Regions from separate parts of the Mus musculus genome. Here region 1 is linked to region 2. Evidence: chromatin contacts called from public Hi-C data. All regions are on one chromosome and are shown on one strand. Each heading gives the region's core, a stretch centred on a gene start, on an enhancer-like site or on the middle of the called end of the contact. The rest is flanking DNA. Distances are from core to core; before and after follow the strand shown. Region 1 overlaps Sergef (secretion regulating guanine nucleotide exchange factor). Region 2 overlaps Sergef (secretion regulating guanine nucleotide exchange factor).

The links. A called contact is a pair of places that touch in the nucleus more often than the background predicts.
Region 1: a Hi-C map of neural progenitor cells shows a contact between it and region 2, with 4 times the contacts expected there. The contact joins two enhancer-like sites. A contact is called at or near these places in 14 of 39 promoter capture datasets (the 3T3-L1 cell line, the C10 cell line, the HPC-7 cell line and 9 more), 3 of 484 Hi-C or Micro-C datasets (cerebellum, muscle stem cells and neural progenitor cells), 9 of 115 datasets of contacts at active chromatin or transcription factors (T-cell acute lymphoblastic leukemia, astrocytes, embryonic stem cells and 5 more) and 2 of 9 other capture datasets (liver and pancreatic islet).

What each region holds. Positions count from the first base shown.
Region 1 is chr7:46,604,028-46,609,378 of GRCm38.p6, forward strand. All of the region lies in intron 8 of Sergef (secretion regulating guanine nucleotide exchange factor), which reads right to left. Among named protein-coding and RNA genes, the nearest start is that of Sergef, 33 kb to the right of the region's middle. Within about 2 kb of position 3,189, at least 138 of the 459 cell types and tissues checked have an H3K27ac peak or open chromatin away from gene starts, as enhancers often do. A contact at or near this core is called in cerebellum, neural progenitor cells and neural stem cells, where this site is marked.
Region 2 is chr7:46,452,017-46,457,554 of GRCm38.p6, forward strand. All of the region lies in intron 10 of Sergef (secretion regulating guanine nucleotide exchange factor), which reads right to left. LOC115486521 (a long non-coding RNA gene) reads left to right here. Exons shown (of 2, transcript XR_003946767.1): 2 at 1-4,956. Among named protein-coding and RNA genes, the nearest start is that of Kcnc1, 58 kb to the left of the region's middle. Within about 2 kb of position 2,210, at least 45 of the 459 cell types and tissues checked have an H3K27ac peak or open chromatin away from gene starts, as enhancers often do. A contact at or near this core is called in cerebellum, neural progenitor cells and neural stem cells, where this site is marked.

The sequences.
Region 1 (5,351 bases), core at 1,939-4,438, 150 kb after region 2:
CTAGCCCTGCGTCAGACCCTCACAGCTGTAAAGACGACAGTGACCCTCATAGTTGACCCTGAGCAAAATGAGGGCTAGTAATTAGGACAGGGGCTGCTTTCTCTGACCCTCCCTTCCTCACAGGTCAGATGTGAATGGCCCTTACCTGACAACATTTCCATAGGCATCAAAGAGATGATGTATGTAAATCCTAGCAGAATGACTTACCTTGATAAATGAGGATCCCTCCCTCAAACACCCCCACCTCTTCAGAGGACTACGGAGAAAAGCCCTATCATTGAAGTCTCTAAGGTACTTCCAAGGCCCCAGCGAGATGGTTCAGTGGTTAAAAGCACCTGCTGCCAAGCCTGGTGACAAGAGTTCAATCCCAGGGAGTCATACTGTAGAAGAGATAGGACTGCTGAAAGTTGTCTTTTGACTTCTGCATGTGTCACGTGTGTGCTATGGCACACACACGCTCACACATATATACCCTCGCCCCCTACAGACATCCACATCCACATAGTAATAAAATGTACAAGATGAAAGGAAACGTGATGGCTTGCTAAATGACCAGAAGACAGACCAGGGAGCCAGAAGACTCAAGCCTTATGTCATGGATACTAAGAGTGACCCAACCCTTAGAGGAAAGGGCTCCCTTAGAGTCCAGTGCACCTCACTCTGAGCCAATGGCTAAAGCCTGGGCAGAAGAGCCTGTAAGAGCCAGAGAGGCAGGGCCCTTCCTTGTACAACTCCTAGTTATCATACACTCAGTCCCTCATGGAAACCCCTGGCATTGCTTTGGCAGCACATGTGGACCCACTCCACCACACCTGCACATGTCCCATGACTTCCCACCTTGCCTGGCCTACACCAAGCAGTGGACACCACAGTGTACTCTCACTGTAGAGACTGCCTCTCAGTCCTCCTCCTGCAGGGAACACCCTGCCCAACCTCAGCCAAGGCAGAGGGGTGTGTGTGTGTGTGTGTGTGTGTGTGTGTGAAGGGATGCAGACAGAAACTATGAATAAGTGAACAGCCCAACCCTGTGGGGCAGAGAAGTTATGATCATGGCTCTCATTTTACAGGCAGAAAAATGCAGGCCCAGAGAGGCTAAAGGACTTACCCTGGGTGCCAGCAACTACAAACTGGAACTCGGAGCTCACCCTTCAGAGCTGCCTAAGGTAAAATCATTTTCAGATTGAAAAGGAGCAGATTCCTCCAAGATTCCTCAAAATGGGCCACTGTCCTCTTGGCACGCACTGAGATCACTTCAGGGAACTGGCTGTCACTGATCAGAGAGCTCCAGAGAGACACTGCAAGGTCTCTGAGAAAGGGCAAAGCATGGTGTCATGTGTCAAGAACCTAAAAATGACGACAAAATTACAGCCTGACCGCTTTGAGAGCACTTCTGGAACAAATCAATCCTCCCCAGGAAAGAGGAGACTTCCTCGAATGGCTCCCCAGCCTCTGCCAGTGACCTCTGAGCCCTTCCCAGGCCATCGAGGAGTCTGAGCGGGGCCGACGGCCTTGCCACAACAATCCTCTTTCCACTATCTTCGGCTCCGTTCCTCCCAGCACTAAGATCTAGGAAACCGTGAGAGGTTGAGCGTCAGCATCCTCCTAAAATAGGCTGGAACCCTGGCCTGACGTGATGGTGCGAGGAAGAGGGGCCTGTGGAGGTGACAAGGTCAGAGGGTGGGGGTCTTCATGAACACTAGCGGTGTGCTCGCCCCTCTGCCACGTCAGAGGCCATGGCTGCCTATGAGCCAGGAGAGTAGACTCAGAGAGGAACTGCCAGCACTTTGGTAACACTTCCTAGACTCTGGACTGTGGGAAATAAGGTTCTGTTATTTCTAAGCTACCCGGTCCATCTAAAGTAAGACAGCCACTTGCTACACACCCAGTGAGGTCACAGGGAGGGGAAATAATGTGGTGAGAGGTGAGACCAGACCGGGGTGGGGGGGGGGCTCACAGGTCCACGTTGTTTCTTAAGTATCTATGCTATTTTGAAAAGGCCGCTCAACCCTGCTAAGCCCTGGACTGCATGTGGAGTGCAGGGGCAAGGGATCCTAGCTCAGGACACTACGAGGAATCTGTATGTGACAAACCAGAACTGGGCAGAGTGCTGATATATGACGGGTGCCTGGCAAACACCGGTCCCCTACTCCAACCTTGGATGTTACTCTCTTCAGCCTGTCTCCAGCAAGGCTTTGGAAGCCTTGACCTCAAGGAGAACTAATGAGGGGAGGTCCTGGTCAAAACAGAGCCCTTTGCCCATGCTGTGTGTAGGTGGGTGGGAATCAAGACAGCCAAAGAAATGTGCATCTCTGCTGTTCCCCACTGTTTCTAGCTCAGACCCCAATCTCCGGCTCTCCCATAGGACAGCCAGCTAAAGAGCCAACCTCAGCTCATCTCATGAGCAAAGCCCAGCGAGGATTTGAGATCCCTTCAGCTCTGACCTTGCTAATTCTTACTCTAAATGCTGTACACACACACACACACACACACACACACACACCTTGTCCCCAAGGCTGTCTGCCTGCCCATTGCTGCCATCTGGTGGTGGGCAGACCCTGCTGCCCTTGGCTTTAGGCAAGCACTGGGCATGCCCCATGGGTGAATGTACCTACTCTAAAGGTGGCTCTTCCTTCACCGCCGGACACACCCTGCACTGTTCCAGGCCACAGATCAATGGGTATCCATTGCCAAACACAACAACAACAAAAAGAAAACAATGCCAGGTTTTCGCCTCTAGCGAAGATGACGCAGCTGCAGTAGGAGACTGAGCTCACTGGGAGGAAGTGGCCTGCCCAAGGTTGCCTAGCTGCCAGGCTCCCAGGACAGTACACAATTTTACTTTACCACAATGTTTAAGGTAAGTGGGCACTTGCAGATCAAAACTAAAGTTAGCCCAGGGCTGAGGAAAGGAAGCCTCCAGAAGGTGGGAACACAATGTTGCAAACACTTCTTGCAAAGCCAGGAAAATAGTTACGAACTCAAACAGCTTGGGCACCAGCTGGAAGGCTTGCTGGAAAGCTTTGCCATCCTCGGACCTTGGAGGGCAGGTAGCAAGAACATCTGCAGGAGACAGCCCCAGGAGCCAGCACAAGCTAGGTTTTAATCTACGCAGTCATCAGATGGGTGAAGACAGGGGCAGCCATGCATGCATGCGTACTTCCTGCGCTCCACCACACACTACAGGCAGGAGCCTGACTTCCTGCGCTCAACCACATGCCTGCTCTTTATAGGGCCCACATATCATACCCTTGGCTCTGTCTGCAGCCATCTTCTGTGCTACGTAATGCAGGGCCAAAAAAAAAAAAAAGCAACGTGTGGCTTTACGCAGACCACTCTGCCATCCTTCCCTCTGTCATCTCACATCTGCTATGTATTTATTGATGTTTTGTAGGGTGTGTTCCAAAGTCCTTTTTCCTTTAAAATGCTAGACTCTGAATCCTGCACGCAAGCCAAGGCTCCTCAAGGGAATGTAATCAAACAATGCTGCCCTCTAGTGGCCAGATGAAGTCAATTTCCCCCTCCCAGCTTGGCTAGCTAGCCATGCTCCCACTCAATCCCACCCTGCACTGGCCTTTAGCCAAAAGTACCTAACTCCAAGGAAGACAGAGTCGACCGGCTCAGCCCCTCAGCTGTCCCCACAAGAGTGAAGGAACCCTCTGTCCTTGGGAACAGATGCACTCTGGAGCATCAAGACCTTTCATGACTTTCAAGTCCCCTCTGCAGATGAGGAAACAAAGGCTCACGGATGCCCAAAGGAGCCCAAGCTGATCAAGCTGACTCATGACTGAGCCAAAAATAGAGCCCACTTTTCCCGCCTCCTGCTACAGCCTCTTGCCTCTTCTCCATGTGACCTCTCAACTGAGGTCCAGGGAGGAGACTCGTCAAGGGCATCCACGCTGCGCTCACTCACTAAAAGGGGATCATGTCCTGGCCTGAAAGAGTAAGCCATTTTCACTTTCCTTTTGAAATAGCCTTACGAAGGCTACCATCAGACCGGAAGATCTGTCCATCCACGTGTGCATTCCCCCTGCCCCTCAGCACACATAATAAATAAAGTAAAATTTAAAAAGAATAATATCTACAACCTCTGACTGGCCACACGAATGAAGGGGGAGCCAGAGAGTTTTTAAGAGTCTTGCCTTGCTAGCATAGAAAATAAAATGCACTTTAATCAGACCTATCAGAGGTAATATTCTGGTATATTTCTTCCTAATCTTTTTATAACATTAGCTGAGAATTAGAAAGTACCGTGCGAGGCTATCCCTGTAGCATTAAGTCTCCTGAGCGCGCCTCTGAATGGCAGTGTGACGCTCCAGCATGTGACTGTGCCTGAGTTCTTTCAACCCACCCCCCTTTGTTTCATTGGTTTCTGTCATTAGAAATCAGGCAGCTGTGCATGGCATGACAATCACTGTCTGAACACATATATCGATCCTGATTACTTCTTAAGCCAGTTTTATTGTCACAGAATGAAACTGGGGTGGCCATAAGAATAACCACAGGGCCAGCGAGATAGCTCGACGTAAGGGGCACCGGCCTCCAACCAAGTCTGACACCTGAGGTCAATTCCCAGGTCCCACGTGGTAACAGGAGAAACCTGGGCCTTTCCTAGTGCTGTGACATGCTGACTCCCTCAACGGGCAATAAAGCATAGTCATTTTGTTTCCAAAAGACCATGATGTCTGAGACCTCCTACTCAGCACAAGGTAAAAAGAGGAGCCGGGGGCCTGGGAGTCTTACCAGAGGAAAGGAGAAGACAAGAGAACCAACTTGCACACACTCCACCTATTGAAGTGTGACCTTCCCAAAGCCCAACCACAAGCGCTTGCCCTTCCCTCTCGACTCACGCCACAGCGCCTCTCAGAAACCCCAAAGCCCCTGGTGTCCTGGCCACTCCTCTGGCCTCCCACCACACTCTTTATTCATCTCCTAAATATTTAATTTGTTCATCCAACCACAAGCTTTCTGAAGGTAGCTCTGGACTTCAGAGTCCCCTGCATTCCACAGCACAGTGCAGGGTCCACACGCTCCGCATCCCATAGACAAATGCTAAGGGGACCAAGATAACTACATGTCCTTCCCAGACACTTGGGACAATAAAGTACCCATTGTCCAAAGCTAGAGAAAGGTGCTTCTCTGAAGAATAAATGTAGCTCAGTAATGAAGTCAGGGCATTCTGTGACACATGTGGACAAAAGGAGTGAGTCCAAGCTAAGCTTTGTCCACTTCCATGGACCAGGGCGATACAACCAATCAACTGGGAACTCCCCTGTGAAATGAGGATAAGAACACTCCACTTGCCAACTTCCTGCAGGAAAATGCCTGTTACCACACTTTATAGTGACATACAA
Region 2 (5,538 bases), core at 960-3,459:
GTGCGCAGTTGCATGGTGTGCACGGTCACAGAACAATGTGTGGAGGTCACAGAAGAACTTTAGGAGCTGACTCTTTCCTCCACTTCTCTGTGGGTTCTGGAATTGAGCTCAGGTCTCCAGGCTCTGGGGCGAATGCCTTACCCACTGCACCAGCTCCCCAGACCCTTCCTCTTTCTTTACCTAATGTTTTAAAATCAATTCCAATGAAGGCAGACATCTAACACTGTCACAGCAGTGCAGTGCTAAACCTAAAGGCTGGCGTCAGATCCAAGGCTTGCTTTACACTTGCTTGGTAGATGGGGCTGGGTAAGTCATGGTCTCTCATGGTCTCTGTTCTAGCACCTGAAGACAGAACGAATCAGCTTCAGTGGCCCCAAGTGACTCTCCAGCTCTGCTGAGCTCTGTCTCCTGAAAACAGTGTGCTATTGCCATACTCAGGCGTGCATCCTCAGCCCAGCGGCACATGCAGCCATGTTGACTTAGAGATGGCTCCTGGGAAAATGCCCCTCACCTGTCACTCAAAATGTCAGACCCTCCAGGCACCATCAGCCCCAGCACACACTTGAAGCAGGATGGTAGCACACGAGCACCTCCAGGAGAATGGCTGCCAGCTTGTAAGTGATGGGGCATCATGATCCAATACAAGATGCTCTGAGGCTAAGCTCACATGCTTTATCTCACTGGGATCATTTGAAAAGAGCTACACATACCAAAGCCTTCCTTCCTGGGGAGGACCAACAGAGGTATGATCAGAAGATGAGAACAAGGCCTTCTCCAGACTCCCTACTGTGTGGGTTAAGACAGGAAGTGCCCTGTGATAAAGATGCAGAGACTTTATCCACTGAATAAGCCATTCTTGCTGCTGACAGTTTCAGGGCCTATTCACTTCAAGAGAGCGAACGGAAATCCTTTGCTGATCATAAAGTTAGGTTTTAGGGACTATGAATGCCGGCTGTTCCCACAGGGAGGAAAGGAGCTACGTTCCTTCACGGAGGTCCACGGTTGACATCCTAGGCCATGGAGCATCTAACAAAGGGACCAGACTTTACTGGGCAAGCCGAGCTTCAGGACAGACTCAGCCTGACAGGGCCCCAGCCCTGCACGCAGTGTCGATGCTACGAACACCAGACAGGAGTGTGTAGCCACCAATGTGGATGACTCCTTTCCATCACAAGAGCATCCAGCCAGGCAAAGATATCCACCTGATAGCAACTCCACATAAAGTGCTATTTCAGTGCCTCGTATGAGCAAAGGAGAAAGGTGTAGAGGGGAATGAGTCTCGTTTTTAAGGAAAGTAACTAACGCTTAATGATACTCCACACTAGACTTCTGCTCTGACATCTCACTACCCTAAGAACCTAGGGTAAGGATGTCCGATCTGAGTTCATTTCACCCTGAAGAAGAAGAAGAAGAAGAAGAAGAAGAAGAAGAAGAAGAAGAAGAAGAAGAAGAAGAAGAAGAAGAAGAAGAAGAAGAAGAAGAAGAAGAAGAAGGTGGGGCTTAGTTGAGGCTTAGGCTCACCTCCAAGCAGTGGGAAAGCCAGGAAACAATCGAGGCTCAGCCTGCCTGGATCCTGAGTTCTTAACCTGTGTCTCACGGCTTCTGGATCCCTGCCTGACCTAGACTAAGCATTTTCTCTCTGCATCCCCACAGAGGAAGAGTAGAGCTTCAAGGAAGCTAGGGAGCGCTGGAGTGATAACATACAACAGGGAACAGAGACAGGAGGGGAGGAACGCCCACTCAAAGGAAGGCATGTGTGTCCAGAAGCTCAGGTGGGGAAGGCATCAGAATATAACAATGAAGATACAATGAAGGTAAGGTCAGGGTTTGTCAGGCAGAGCTAAAGTGGCAGGTTTCAACAGGGCAAAAGTGACCATGCCTTCTCCATCAGTGTCTGTCCTGCCACCTAGCCAAACTGTCAGCATTGTGCACATGCTCCACAACCAGCCTTTGTTTGTTCTGTGTCCTCAATCTCTTCTGACCTGGCAGCTTTGCCCTCTGCCCCCAGACTGGAGTAGACAGGCTGACTTGAAGAGCCACTTCCTTTGAGACCCTGGCCCCTCCAGTGAATGGTGCCCTGCCTTCATAGCTTGTTCTCTCGGGAGAAGGAGCCGTGGCCCTTTTCCACATGAATCGCTTACAGCAGCAGATGCCACAAGGTTGCCTGGAGAGTCTGGAAATGCCATGTTGCCATGGTAACAGCAGACCAAGGTTGGGGATGCTTTATCCCTGATGGGCTGCCCTGCCCTGCCATGCTGCTGGTGAAATCTTCCACCATGAATAAGAACAGAACAAATCTATTCATGGACAAGGAGATGCCGGACATCTTTGAGGAGGTTCAGTTCCAGCATGCACTCTGGGGGCTACTCACCCAATTCCCTGGCTGATCAAGAGGGCCAGGCTCTGGCTGGCTCTGCTTCGGCTCATGTGGCCTAATAGAGTTTTTAACTGGCTCAGCCAACAAAGCAGGCCTTCCCCCACTCCAGCCCCCAAATTACCACTTCTCTTATTTGATGCCGCCAACTGGGGATCTGCCGGTGTGGACCCTGGCAATTAGCACAGCACCCGCATTTGTTGGGAAATTAAGAGCCACTGATTAGCCTAATTCTACGCCATTTACAGGCAGTGAGTGTCAGGCTGAGATCGGCTTTTCCAAATGGTGGCCCGGAGGGTGGCATGTTCACAGCGTGAGTTTGAAATGGAATCAAGGGCCTGGGGAGCCAGACTGCAAAGAAGTAGAGGCAGATCCTTCACCTCCTGTCACCACTGTCCTGTGGCTGGTTCTCTGCTACTTTGTGGATTCTTCTTTTTCCCACCCTTTGTCCCTCCCAGATTTACCCCTATCACTGGATAAGAGAGAAAGGATAGGGGGAAAGAGATAGAACTTTGAGTCTAACTTCTTTCTTCATGTCCTTTCTTTACTTGTAGCTGCTGGTCTTTGCTAATTCGTGTGTTCTTTTTCCCACTCTTTATTCCTCCCCTCCCTGAGGAGGGGGAGATAGAGAGAGGTAGAAAGATCTGAATCCAATTTCTTCTTTTCCTTTGAGCATGACTACTAACAAACCACAATTAATCCCCCCGCCAAATGACCAACAACCACTGACCCCGCCTCTCAGGGCCCTAGCATTTATATTCATTTACTCTCTGAAAAAAATCCCTGAATTCCAGATGTCACACAGATGCAGAAATGATCTGCAGCTGGCAAAGTCGCACCTCTGTTAGAGCTTGAGGCAAATCATAGTCATCTGCTGCAGTCAGTCCAAAGCAGCCCCATTTCCCCACACCTGGCATGAAAACAAAAACACATTCTTGTGTTTTAAAGGAAACCAAAGTTCCAGAATTCTCCCTTCATGGTCTCCCCTAACTCTGCTCACTGAAGAATGGAAGATCAGAAGAAGATGTTTCTAGAGTGAGGTTACACTCCCAAATCATACTGACCCAGAAAGGGAACCTATTTCCCTATGAGACACTCCAGGCTGAGTTCTGCTCTGGAGCAGCAATAGGACCTCTGTGCTTTGGACTAGAGGAGTATGAGCCTAGAAGCCAAAGGGAAGCTCAAAGTAAGAGATCAGGACCCTGACTCTGTTTCTACTCCCTTGACCTTCTGCCAACTAAGCGCCAAGCTGTTGCTATAAGACTGGAGTCTCTTGAAAATAGAACCCTCCATGACAGTTATCTTAAGACTCCTAACCATAGGCTATACCTGGCTCATTATACCTGAGTTATCTCCCTGTCCCATCCCTTGCCTTCTCTGACCAGTCTGTTAGAGGAGAAGCCCATTTGTTTGTACAAAACATGCTGGGGTCATACCCATGTGCAGCTGGCTGGGTGCTTTCCCACAGACAATGGGGAAACTTTCAAATCTCTTCAAGGACTAGACTCCGAGGTGTGGACAGACAGTCCTTTCTAACTTCCCTGATTCAAACTCTAGCTTCAGAGACAAGTCAGGTCTTTCAAGTAACGAACAAAACATTCACTGTACCTTTTTTGAGCCATGATATCTGCCTTAAGGAATGAGCAGTCTAGAAGACCATCAGATATCCCCTAATAGATGAAGAAAAGCTGCTGTGGTAGAAACTCAGACGTTCCAAACATGGAGAACACTGTGAACAGAGACCTGGTTGGACTCTGGGAAGCTCCACACTAACAGCAGTAGTTCCATTTGGTGGGAGAAACAGAAATGTAGAGAGTAGTAGAAATTTGGCTGACAGGGGGAGATCACTGCAAATGACTCAGGAGATCTAATCTTCAAAAGGCCTAACTATAGATTTTGGACTGTATCTGACAGCTACTTGGCAGTTCCTAAGACACTGGGTAGTAAGAGGAGAGCAAAGTCAGGGTTGTGCTTCAGAGGTAAAATCAGCATCAGCATCTCACTGCTGCTGCCATGGTAACATCTATAAAGCACCTATACAATCTTATATCTTAGACACTTTGGGTTGAATGTGGTTGAAAGTTGACCTGCATATCAGTTTGGAAGCCAAGGTGAAGTCCAGGGTGAATGAAGCCTGAGCTACATCAAGGACAGTGGGGTGCAGAAGAGGAATGGAGGGAGGGAGGGAGGAAGAATGAGAGGGGGGACACCCTTTACAGAGGCAGAGGCAGGACCAAGAGATGGGCACAGATGATGCTGTTGAGGGGGGATCTGGGCAGCTGTGATGGTTTGAGTGAGAATGGCTCCCATAGGCTCCTATGTTTAAATACTTACTTGGTCCCCAGGTGGTAGGAAAGTTTATAGAAGACTAGGAGATGTGACCTTGTTGGAGGATGTATGTGCCAGGCTTTGAGATTTCAAAAGATTCACGACATTTCCAGTGTTCTTTCTCTCTCTGTCCCCTGCTGTGGATCAAGATGGAGCACTCAGCCATTCCTGCCGCCATGCCTGTCTCTGCTCTGCCATCGTGGACTCTAACCCTCTGAAACTGCAAGCTAAATTAAATGCTTTCTTTTACAAGTCGCCTTGGTCATGGTGTTTTTGTCACAGCAGTAGAAAAGCAACATAGACCGGAGACAGCAAAGATGGAGGTCACAGCTAGGTGGAGGGCATCTGATTCCTGGACTTAGCTCTAGCTGATAAATCTAGACTCTGACTCTCAACAAAGTCAAAACACTCCTCTGGTTATTTCAAGTTCAGGGAAACATCTGCTGAGGAACAGCCCACAAGTCAAGGGCAGACGTCTTAGGAAAATTTATTCCCCTGTAGGCTGCCAGGGTCCTACCAAATGTACTTCTTGGAGAGAGGAAAGGTCCAGAGAAGAGACCCCATGCCTAGATAGTGAAGGTCTGTCATGAGATATACTAGAATATGACTCCCAGGTAAGGAAGAAGCCCCACTTCTCAGCCTGGTTTTTGCTCCCCTATCCTGCCTGGTATCTCTTCAGTGGGATCTTAGTCCAGAGGGACCCTGGCCCTTTATGAAATATAAGGGCTGCCTGTTCTGAGACCACATTACTCTTGTGCCTCCCACATCTCTCCATCCTCATGTAAGGACTTCTCATCTTGCCCTACCCTTAGACTATATAGCCTCATGCTCTGTCC